Linked DNA regions of Mus musculus: region 2 is linked to region 1. Evidence: chromatin contacts called from public Hi-C data. All regions are on one chromosome and are shown on one strand. The core of a region is the stretch at or near the end of the contact, and the rest is flanking DNA. Distances in the headings are between cores, read along the strand shown. Region 1 overlaps Hectd2os (Hectd2, opposite strand). Region 2 has its middle 16 kb from the start of Hectd2os.

Region 1 (5,622 bases), core at 1,287-3,786:
GGGGGCTTGTTCACAGTTTTAGAGAGCGACTCCATAGCCATCATGGTGGGAAGCAGACAGGCATGGTGCTAGAGCAGTAGCTGGGAGCTTTACATCCTGATCGGCAGGCAGAGAGCAGAAACTGGGACTGGCCCTCAAAGCACATTGCTAGTGACATGCCTCCTCCTCCAACAAGGCCACATGCCTGATCTTTCCCAGTTTTACTAACTGGGGACCAAGCTTCAAACATACATGCCTATGGGGGCTATTGTCATTCAAACCACCACAGATGGACAGAGTTGGGAGTGGAACTCTGGTCTGTAAGCGCCATTAGATTCTCCCACTTCCACCAACTTCTCAGAATGTTTTATTTGCTATATATTATTTTAGCTTAAAATGTATGTGTATTAGTGTTTTACCACGTGTGTGCCTGGTGCCCATGAGGAAGGAGAGGGCACAGACCCCCCTGGAACTAGACTTATATGTTTGAGAGCTGCCACGTGGGTGTTAGAAGTTGACTCCAAGTCCTCTAAAGCAGCAGCCAGTGCTGTTAACTGCTGTGATATCTCTCCACTCCCCCTGTCTGGTCTATTTTTAATAAGGTTTAAGACACCAACATCCTGGTCTAGAGGCAGAACATGACTCTAGAGTGTCCCTGTGCAGGGCAGTCCCTTGAGACACTTGGACTAGACATCACTGCTGTCATTTCTAAAATCTTAAACGGAGATTTTCCATGTTCATATAAATGGCATCACCAGGATCCATATTTGTGCTTTTTAGGGCTTCACCTCATATCTGAGAGATTAATCCATCCTTTACATGTACTATAGTATGTACATCTTGCCTTCCTCATTGATTTCACTATGAATCTCATACGATATATTTATCCATTTGACTGTGAATCGATATTCAGGTAATTCCCAGTCTGGGCTATTTTTTTAAAAATGCTATGAACACTCTTGTTTGTGTCCTTGGCAGTCATAAAGTATGCATATTTTGACCACTAGGAGCTCAGACCAAATTCACCCCATCTGCATATAGAACTCTACCCAAGCTCTGTTTTCAGGCAAGGAAACCCAAAGTTGTGAAGGCAAGTGACTTTCCCAGGCCTTACAGGTTGGTAAGGCAAAGCTGGACAGGCACCTTGGTCCTTCAATGCCAGATTTTTGCACTCTCTCTAGTTCCATTCCTGCCTAAAGACAGAGCCTGTTTCCTAGCCTGAGCCTCAAAGCTCTGCTTTACTTGTGCCCTGACTAGCCTCCTCCCAATCCCCCTGGATTCTGTGACAATCTTTTGGTACAAGAATTAAGTCAACATGGTTGATATAAGACCATGAGTGTTTGTGAATGCTGTGTCCTCTAAGGGTGATTGATAGAATAAAGTGCCCCACAGCTCCTGAGGCAGCAGGGCTGGAGAAGGTGAAGCAGAGGGAATTTACAGCTTTCTCCTCCAACTTCCTTTCAGCAAGGCACCTGTCTTTGTGAAAACAGGTCCAGCTATGTGAGAGGGGCATTCCATTTGGTGTAGTCCCTGAGGTGAGGAGGGTGGGGAAGAACAGACTGAAGTGAACTGTGTGGTGGTTCCGTCCCTTGTAGAGCTCTCGGGAAGAATGAGAGAGAGAGAGAGAGAACAGGGTGAGGCAGGAAGAGCTTAATGATGCTAATAGCAGTTGCTCTCTGTCTGGTGCCATTTATGGGCTGACATTATTGTGAAGTTCACGTTCAAATCACCACCTCACAGGTGAAGAAACCAAGGCCTGATAAGTGCTGATTTATTAACATTCACAGCAGGGGTGGGGGACAAGATGGCTCCACAGGAGAGGATTTGCCAACAAGCCTGACCAACCTGAGTTCAATACTCAAAACCCACAGACTCTGACAGATTGTCCTGACTTCCACACATACACCAAAATAAATAAATGTAACTTTTAAGAGATCACAGCAGGGCTGGAAATATAGTCATGAACAGATGCCCAAACTCAACGAAAGGGAGAATTCTTTTCTTGTCGGTTTCTTCTCCACCTCCACCCCCAGAACCTCAAGACCTGATTTCTTTTTCCTTCTCTATTTGAAAATTTTACCCTTTTATTGTTAAGCATGGGTTTCACCATAGCGTGTTCATCCATGTATATAATGTATTTTGATCAAATTCATGCTCTATTACCCTCTCTTGTCCCCTCTGACTCCCTCTGATCGCCTTCCTAACTACTCCACTTCTACAGACTTTCGTGTCTTGCTTTGGTTTGGTTCTGGTGTCCTGGTAAACTTAATCAAGGTTTGTTACAGAAACATGGGGGAGAGACTATCTGCTGGAGCATGGGGCGACTTTCCCAGACCACTGAAGAAAATGGCCGCACCCTCCCGGATACCAGCAATTATTAAATACCTACAGCTCCTCAGGAGGAGTGGGGCCTACAAGCCCTTCCCCCATTCAAGTCAGAATGCCGATAGGTTTAATCATTGACCCACTGAATTGATTGGTTGAGACAGGATCTCGATATGCAGTCATGGATGACCTGAAATTCATTATCGAGACCAGGGTAGCCTCAAACTCAGAGATCTGCCTGCACATGCCTCTGAGGTGCTAAGGGCAAGGGCATGGGACGCCACACCCACACAGACAGAGTCAATCCTGCGTAGTTAGTCATGGTGTGTTGAAAGGTCAAGAGTGCAACCACGTGTCTGACTTTCACTGCATTCTGTCTCCTTTGGACTTTATATTCTTTCTGTGCCTTCTTCTTTGCTGTTCCCTGAGCCTCAGAGGGGTGACATAGATGCCTCTGCTAGGGCTGAGCACTGACCAGCCTCTTATTCTCAGGACTTAGGTGAGTTGTGAGTCTGTATTAACATTTGCTAATTGTATTAGTCAAGTTGACAACCAGGAATAACCACTACACTAATCAAACCAGACAGCAGCGCTAATCTCTGGGCATCAATATAAATGCTCAGAAGACAACTTGACAAGCATATCATGTCCGTTTAGCAATACAACTTCCAAGCTTTTCCCCAACCAGAGGCCTTTGAGCAGGCTTGCAGAACCAGATGTGAATTCCCTTCTGGGGGACAGACTTCAAATTCATAACTCCTCCAAACAGTCTTCTTGCCCCCCCACACACACACACCAGTGGCCACCCCTTGCCTATTAGATTGGTAGTATAGAAAATAAGCTCACAACTGAGTAAGATTTTTTTTAAATGACCCTCCCCTCCCCGTCCCCACAGCAGCCTACATGGCACACTGTAATAGCCTGTATTGTTTAGGGGGTCTCTGGTGCCTAGCCAGAAACTCATAGAAAAGTAGCCCACCCGTGGCACTGGGATTTTCATTTAATTATGGCGTCTAGGAGCAGCTTTACCTACACACATATTTGCAGAGTACCTCCATTCTCACTGAACCTAGGACTCAATGGTTTGACAAGGTTGGCCGGTCGATGGGTTCTAGGAATCCTCCTGTCTGCTTCCCCAACCTCCCGCACTGGAGTTGCAGTTGTGCACTGCCCTGCCCAGCTTTTATGTGGGCGCTGGGGACCCCAAGTCACATCCTCCTATCTGTGCAGAAGTTCTTTATTGGCTAAGCCCCTCTGTTTAAATTCTATTTTAATTACCTTACAAATGCTCATCTACTCTAACTCAACTATGCTGGCCTTAGGCTGCTCCCCGTCGCTGTAGCAGGTTACCCTGCAATTTTAGTTTGATGCTCCCCCCATCCCGCCACCCCATTCACTCCCCTGGCAACTCCCCCTCTTCTATACCACTGTGCCCCACACCCCTCGTAAGCCTTTCTAGACACACCCCTGCCCTGAATTCCCTGTGTCTGTTTTCAGCTCTCGCACGCCCTATTATCTCCCCACTGCCGTACCTCAGAGCTTCCGTTCCCCTCTCATGAACCCTGCAGAAGATTTCTTTGATGTAAGACTTCTTGGGCTTCATGCTAATAACTCACATTAATTTCTAAGGAGAAAATTATTCCTACAAGCTTTCCCAAGCTCTTCAGTTCTTATTTCCCCCAAGGCGTATTTATTAATATCTTGATTTTTTAAAAACTAAACAAAAAGAGTCTTTCATCTTGCCTATACATTTACACCAAAAACATAATCTTCTAAGCCAAAAATTATCATGATTAAATGATAACAAACCCAGGGGCTTGTCAGGTGGCACATACTGCCACGTCTGATGAGCTGAGTTTATTAAATCCCAAGTACCTATGCGGTGGAAGGTTAACCAGTTCCTGTCAAGTTGTCCTCTGACCTCCATATACATACGTACATACATACGTACGTACATACATACATACATACTATATAAATACATACATGCACATGCATGCATACAAAGTAAATAAATGTAATTTTTAAAAACCGGGCGTGGTGGCGCATGCCTTTAATTCCAGCACTTGGGAGGCAGAGGCAGGCGGAATTCTGAGTTCGAGGCCAGCCTGGTCTACAAAGTGAGTTCCAGGACAGCCAGGGCTACTGAGAAACCCTGTCTCAAAAAACCAAAAAAAAAAAAAAGAAAGAAAGAAATAGATGGATGGGTAGACAGACAGACAGACAGACAGATAGACAGACAGATTATTGAAACAGTAAAACCTGAAAGGCCCATGATGATCAAAGCGTCACCTTGACTGAAAATCATCTTTCAGCCTTCACTGATGAAAGTCGATTACTCCTTATCAGTAGGTAAAGATATAGAGTACACCAGATAGTGTTTTCCAGAGATGAGTGCAGAGATCTCTCCCAGCCCATATTCCTCTCTACAGTGCAGCTCATGGTCCCGTCAGAACGGGGAGGTGACTTCTCCCTCCCCTAAGTCTCAGTATCCTGTGTCTTTTGCTAATGAAGGACAGCAGAATGACTCCGTGGCTTCTGGAACTGTGCCATTCCGAGTTACACGGCTTCTGGCTGTGTTCTCCACATAATGTGCCTTGCCTTACGTGAGGCATTAACCTTCCAGTCATGTAGGAAACCTGATTAGCCTGATGCTGCCACGCTGTGCAGAAGTTCAAACCATATGGAGAGACTTCACCCAGGTCAAGTCAAAGCAGCCTAATGTGAGCAATGTGGATGGAGGAGCCTCAGTGTGACTATACCACCTGCCAAAACCTCCCTCACCTTAGCGCCCACACAACTGTGTCATATGAAGAGATGAGGCATATGCCATATTCTTCTCTGTTTAAATTTCTATCTTTAAATTTAATAGGAAAGGTTGCTTTAAGCCAGTATACCTTGGGATGACTGTTACATGGTGATAGTAACCAAAGAGGGAGAGGGTAGGTCATATGAGCAGGGATGAGCACGTTTAAAGGGAGTGTCCAAGTTAGTGTCAATGTCTCTTTATATTAATTGATGGTTGACAGGTGACTCAAGCATTCAACACCATGTAGGAAAAGTCTAACTAGTTGAAAAACTGAAAAGACAAAGGACAGGTAGGGCACCACCTCCATGGAACCCAGGTCAGGTAAGCTAGGCTGTCCTTGAACTTTTTTGTGTGTGGAGGAAATGGCCTTGAACCCTTTATATCACTGCTTAGATTATGGGCATGTGTTCCCATATTGGAGACCAAACCTAGAGACTTCATGTATGCTAGGTAAGCATTCTGCTGACTGAGCTACATCCCTCCACCCATGGAGCCTACATCCTATGTGG
Region 2 (5,622 bases), core at 1,331-3,830, 67 kb after region 1:
TTTCCCTGTCTTTAGATATACCACCCTGCTACTACACAGGCATGGCCCACCTCACAAACTAACAATATGTGCTGGTTCTTGAAGGCATTTTTGCTCTTTTGCCTCGGTGGGGACTATTTTGGGGAAAAAAATCTATATCCTTCTTGATCTCCCTTAAAAAAAAAAATCTAAAACTCAACATCAGCTTCTCATCAAAATTTAAGACTAGCACTGTGCTCCTAGGTGACTCTGTCAAGCAGAATGGCCCCATGTGTTATTCGGAGAGTCAATAGTGACAAATGACTAGGCTTCTTGAGGTTCTGTTTTGTTCTGTGTTGTTTTGCTGGAGGTAGGGTGCTCATGCATGCCGAGACCAAATTCAAGTACCAAATTCTTCATGTTCGCCATCCTATCCTTGATCCATTAGGCTAGGCCTGCTGGCCAGTGAGCCCCAGGGAACTGCCTATCACCATCGACACAATGCTGGGACTACAAGTGCAGACCACAGTGCCCAAGTGTTTTTTACACGGTTTCTGGGGGCTGAACTCAGGTCTTCACGCTTGCAAGGAGAGCACATCACTGATGGAGCTCTCTCTCCAGCCTGATTTCTGATGGTTTTTCTTGTATTTGTTTTATTTTTATATTTGTGTGTCAGAAGGCTTGGGTGGGTATGTGGTTGTAAAATAGGCATGGGGGGGGGTAGTCATGAGTGTGGGTATGAAAGTGGCCCAGCAAGCAAGTGATGGTCAGAGAACAACCCTAACCTGAACCCTAACCTTAACCCTAACCCTAACCCTAACCCTAACCCTAACCCTAACCCTAACCCTAACCTTTCCACCTTGCTCAAGACAGGATTCCTTTACTGTTTTTCTGGGCCTGTGACATGCTCTCTAGCCATGTAAGCCATGGGAAGTATCCTGTCTCTGTCTCCCATCTTATCATAAGAGCACTGGGATTCTATGCTCTAGCGTCTTTGGTACATGAAAATACTCTTCATGATACCAAAAGAGAAACAAAAACTAAGCCAGCCACAACGCTTTGATCTACAATGGTGTCCTGCCTGCAAGGAATGCTAGAGCAATGGGGGCACAAAGCTTGTGGGACTAAGCAATGTCTGATTTGACTTAAAGTCTATGAGATGGAAGCCATTTACAACACTGGTTAGGTGACCACCAGAGACTAGATAGTCCAAAGACCCAGGGAAAAACAAATACAACTGTTCTAAAAAAAAAAAAAAAAAAGGAAAAGAAAAGAAAAGAAAGAGAGAGAGGAAGAAAAATGTACTGATAATATGATTCCCATTGATATTCTGCTACACTCGTATATCAATTCCTTATTCAGCCATCTTCAGAGAAGTTTCCTCCTACAGCAGACAGGAACAAATGCAGAGATCCAGAATCAGGCATTACACAGAGAGTGAGAGACCTTGGAACACTCATCCCTAAATGGAAAGTCTCCATCAAATCCCTCCCTTCAGAGCTCAGGGACCCAGTGGAAACGGAGGTGGAAAGATCCAGAGAGGAAGGAGGACCCCAGCAGACCGTGGTCCTCTGAATCAACCGAGCAAAGCTCATATGAACTCACAGAGACTGAGGCAGCACACACAGGGCTTGCACCTGGTCCTCTGCATATACACTAGGGCTGCTCATTTGTGCTTTTATGGGATTTTTTTGGGAACAGGTGGATCTCCGATTCTTGTGCCTTCTCTTGGGCTCTTTTCCTTCTGTTGGTTTGACCTGCCCAACTTCAATACGAAAGGGTTTTATTATATTTTATTTTGTTATGTTTTGCTGTTACCTCCTGGAAGCTTGTCTAAGAGACTGAAGGGAGGCAGATCTGGATGAAAGGGGAGGAGGGAGGGATAAATGCATACACATTGACTCTTTAGACACATACCAACCCTTCTAAGCCTCTACTGTGATTTGAGAATTGTGGGGAAAGTTATCACTTACATAGGAAGTAGGACCTGAGCTGGGAAGTCTATAAGGAAGGTGTCTGTTTACAATAGATGAACAAAACTGCAACTTTTCCTTCATCATTTCGATAATCCAGAAATTCTCATTGTTCCACTAAAAAGGGTAAGTTAATAATACATGAGTCTTCTCTAATGAAAGTTGGCCATTGGAATTCTGGGAACAGGGTTTCCCCATGAAGATTCAAAACTCAGTCAGTGAGCTAAATCAAAAGCATGCCCACTGACCTTCAATTCTTGGCCATCATTGCCAACTACAAAGCAAACAACTGAAAAGCAAACAGCCATAGACGCTGTTGGCTAGGAGAGACGGAGAACGCTTGCATGCAGGTCTGTCCTACGGGTCGTTTACACGTGCTGCAAGCCATTTTTTCATTAACTAGTCAATGACAGCCAAGCCAGCCCAGTCAAGAGTCTCAAGAGGGGTCCCCCAGCCAGCCCAGTCAGGGGCCCGGGGCTGCCTTGTTTCCCACATAACCTATCCAATCATCTGCCCTCCTTACATCGCTTACAGGAAAAGACAAACTTAGTCTGTTTCCCTTTTATCTAGAAAACAAGAGACTACTTTCTCCAGCTTCTGCCTTCCCGTCAGTCTGTGCCCCACCCCACCCCCCCTACACCCGGTCTTCATGAACCTCAATCTTTGATTTTCCAGTCACTGTTACTTCCTGTGTTCCTCATGCTCTTGCGAACACGATCCGTGTGCACCATCTCTTTTTCTCTCCATCTGTCCCACCCCCACTGTCCTTTAAGTCCCCACTCAAGGAACCATTTTAACCAGCTCACTTTAAGGTAGCTCCTCCCGTGCAGCGACGTGGGGTTCCCCTCTGTCTGTTTCTACTCACTGCTTTCCCGGACATAAGCAGTGAGCAGAGCAGAAGTCTTGTTTGAGACTTCTTTAGTGGTCCCCGCCCATTCTTGTAAGTACAAATGAGTCCATTAAGACCCTGAGAGTGCCTGGTTGACGCATTCCCCTTCAAGGTTCATGGAGAAAGCCTTTGTGGGCCAAGTTCTAAAGTCCCCTCCTGCCCTCCCCACCCGCCCATGCCTGCCAAAGGCATCTAAAACACACTGCAGCGTGCTCTTCTTTCGTTGGCAAGGAAGCAAGTCCAACACTCTGCTTTCCCGTTTCATTAAGGTTGGAGGTCATCCAGGAAAGGGTCCAAAGAGATCTTTTGAAGGAGTGGAACTGGACTGGGGGAGGGGGATTGGTCTCTCTCTCAGTCTCTCTCTCTCTCTCTCTCTCTCTCTCTCTCTCTCTCTCTCTCTCACACACACACACACACACACACACACACACACACACACACACCACTTCCTTTCTCCTTAGCCTGCTTCCCTCTCTGAAAAGAACAAGCTTTCACTGTGGATTTCTTCAGTTGAGGCCTCCGCCAGGACTTGGCTCTGTCTGGGATGAGGCTATACCCGGAAGAACCAGCGCAATGGCTCAAGGTCAGAGAAATTATCTGGGACAGAACCGGCAGAAGGAGGTGGCACCAAGATCGCTAGGAGAGAAGGGAAAAGAAGATAAGGGACAAGGAAAATAGAAGTATGTGTTAAATGGAAGCCAGGAAAAAAAAAAAAAGTTGAACCTATTTACCCCCTTAGCGCCACCACCACCGCACCACCACCACACCCCCTTCTCCCCCACACACCTTCACAGAAATACATTCTTTGTGTTTCCTCCCCTTCTCTGTTCCTCAAGGCCTTTCTGTAAATAAACAGTGAGGCCAGGGCTGCCAGCAGCCCGCTGTTCACTCTTACCGTGTCCCAGCGAATGCTGATGCCTGTCTTTCCTTCACGGCTTGCACAGTCCTTTGCCATGTGTAATCTCCTCTGACTCTGGCATCTCACACTTACAAAGTCCTGTGAGCCCCTGTCAGTCTCATCCTCAGAGAGGGGCACTGGGGGCCCTATAGCCACACCCTACCAGTTCTTAGTTTTACAATTAGATGGTTCAATTACCACTCAAAAATAAATAAAACAGATCACATATGGCCCAGCATGGTAAACGTGTCTTTAATCCTCAGCACTCAGGAGGTAGATGCAGGTAGATCTCTATGAGATCAAGGCCAGCCCTGTCATTCATATATATATATATATATATATATATATATATATATATATATATATATATATATACACACACACACACACACACACACATATATATATATATATACATACATACATATGTGTGTGTGTGTGTGTGTGTATTACCTTTTTAAACTTTTAAGCAACACACAATAAGTGTATATATTTATGGAATACAATTTACACTGTGGAATGATTACATAAGGCTAATCAATAGACTCACGATCTCACAACACCTTGACTGTGCTGACCCCTCAGGATTCCTGTGGAATGGGAGTGAGATCATACAGGAGAAAGGCTGATTCTGTCAGGACAGTCAGCAGCGGATATGGAAATGGAAGATCTGGTGGTGTCGTAATGACCTAAATCCTAGCTACAGGGCCAGCAGTACTTGATCCACAACTATATCGCTTTTTTGCCACTGTCCTCAACTGTTCTATCAAATCATTTCCCTATCCCCATACCACTTTAAAATAGTTCGGAGTCTACTGTCAGTTACTCGAGTTTGGTTCAGACCAGTTCTGATGCTTCATCTGATATCTTGCTTTAGCTCACGCCCTCAGACTTCCCATAGAGCTGAGTCTTGCTGTGAAGGAGGATGAAGCGGATAGATTCCAGCAGCGTCTCCTCTCTCCTCTCCTCTCTGAGGCTCTCCTGGTCAGTCAGAGGGGGCCAAAGAGGACACAGAGCTTAAACAGTTCTTAAACACAGACCACACACAAACACACCACAGACACACACAAACATACACCACACACACACATACCACACACAAACATACACCACACACACACATACCACACACACACACATACCACACACACACACATACCACACACACACACATACCACACACACACACATACCACACACACACACACACACACATACACAGACACACACATACACACACACACACATGCACACAAACACACACATACCACACACACACACATACCACACACACACACATACCACACACACACACACACACACACACACACATACACAGACACACACATACACACACACACACACACACACACACACACACACACACACACACAGCTCTTGCTCCTGTTGTTCACCTCACAGGCCGTGTCGTGGGATAGCCCCTTGGCCAGAGAGTGGCACTGTAAGTGGGAGCCAACAAGCTGACCCAAGTCCAGTACTTTCCTCCATGTCCGCTGGCGCATAGAAAGGTTTGAGCATCCTGCCTACAAAGTCATAGAAGGTACCCAGCCATCACCAGCCCTTCTTCTAGTCCAGACTGCTGCTTCTGTCCTAGAATGGGGCCAACATCAGGACCATTGCCCCAGGCAGAGGTTCCACCAAGAAATAATACAATAGTGTTTCCTCTAAGGTACTCTCCATTCTGCCTTGACCTGAAGGATGGAAAGGGAGCCTTTACCTTGGCCCTCAAACTTAGGACTTTGGGGACCCCTCTCCCCTCCAGCTCATCCCACTCACTTTCTGAGATACAAAGCTGGCCAGTTGTATTCACGCTAGCTCAGTGTATGCCGCATCGATTGAAGAGCATCTGGCAGTTCTCGGAAACACAGCATGCTTGCTGCTTT

Evidence for each region. Hi-C and Micro-C count contacts between places; a contact is called where the count stands out from the background.
Region 2: a Hi-C map of liver shows a contact between it and region 1, with 3 times the contacts expected there. A contact is called at or near these places in 9 of 484 Hi-C or Micro-C datasets (liver and nephron progenitors), 5 of 130 datasets of targeted methods (the NIH/3T3 cell line, embryonic stem cells, hepatocytes and 1 more) and 1 of 9 other capture datasets (embryonic stem cells).

What each region holds. Positions count from the first base shown.
Region 1 is chr19:36,635,480-36,641,101 of GRCm38.p6, forward strand. The region is part of intron 3 of Hectd2os (Hectd2, opposite strand); the gene reads right to left. Among named protein-coding and RNA genes, the nearest start is that of Hectd2os, 51 kb to the right of the region's middle.
Region 2 is chr19:36,702,706-36,708,327 of GRCm38.p6, forward strand. No RefSeq gene overlaps it. Among named protein-coding and RNA genes, the nearest start is that of Hectd2os, 16 kb to the left of the region's middle.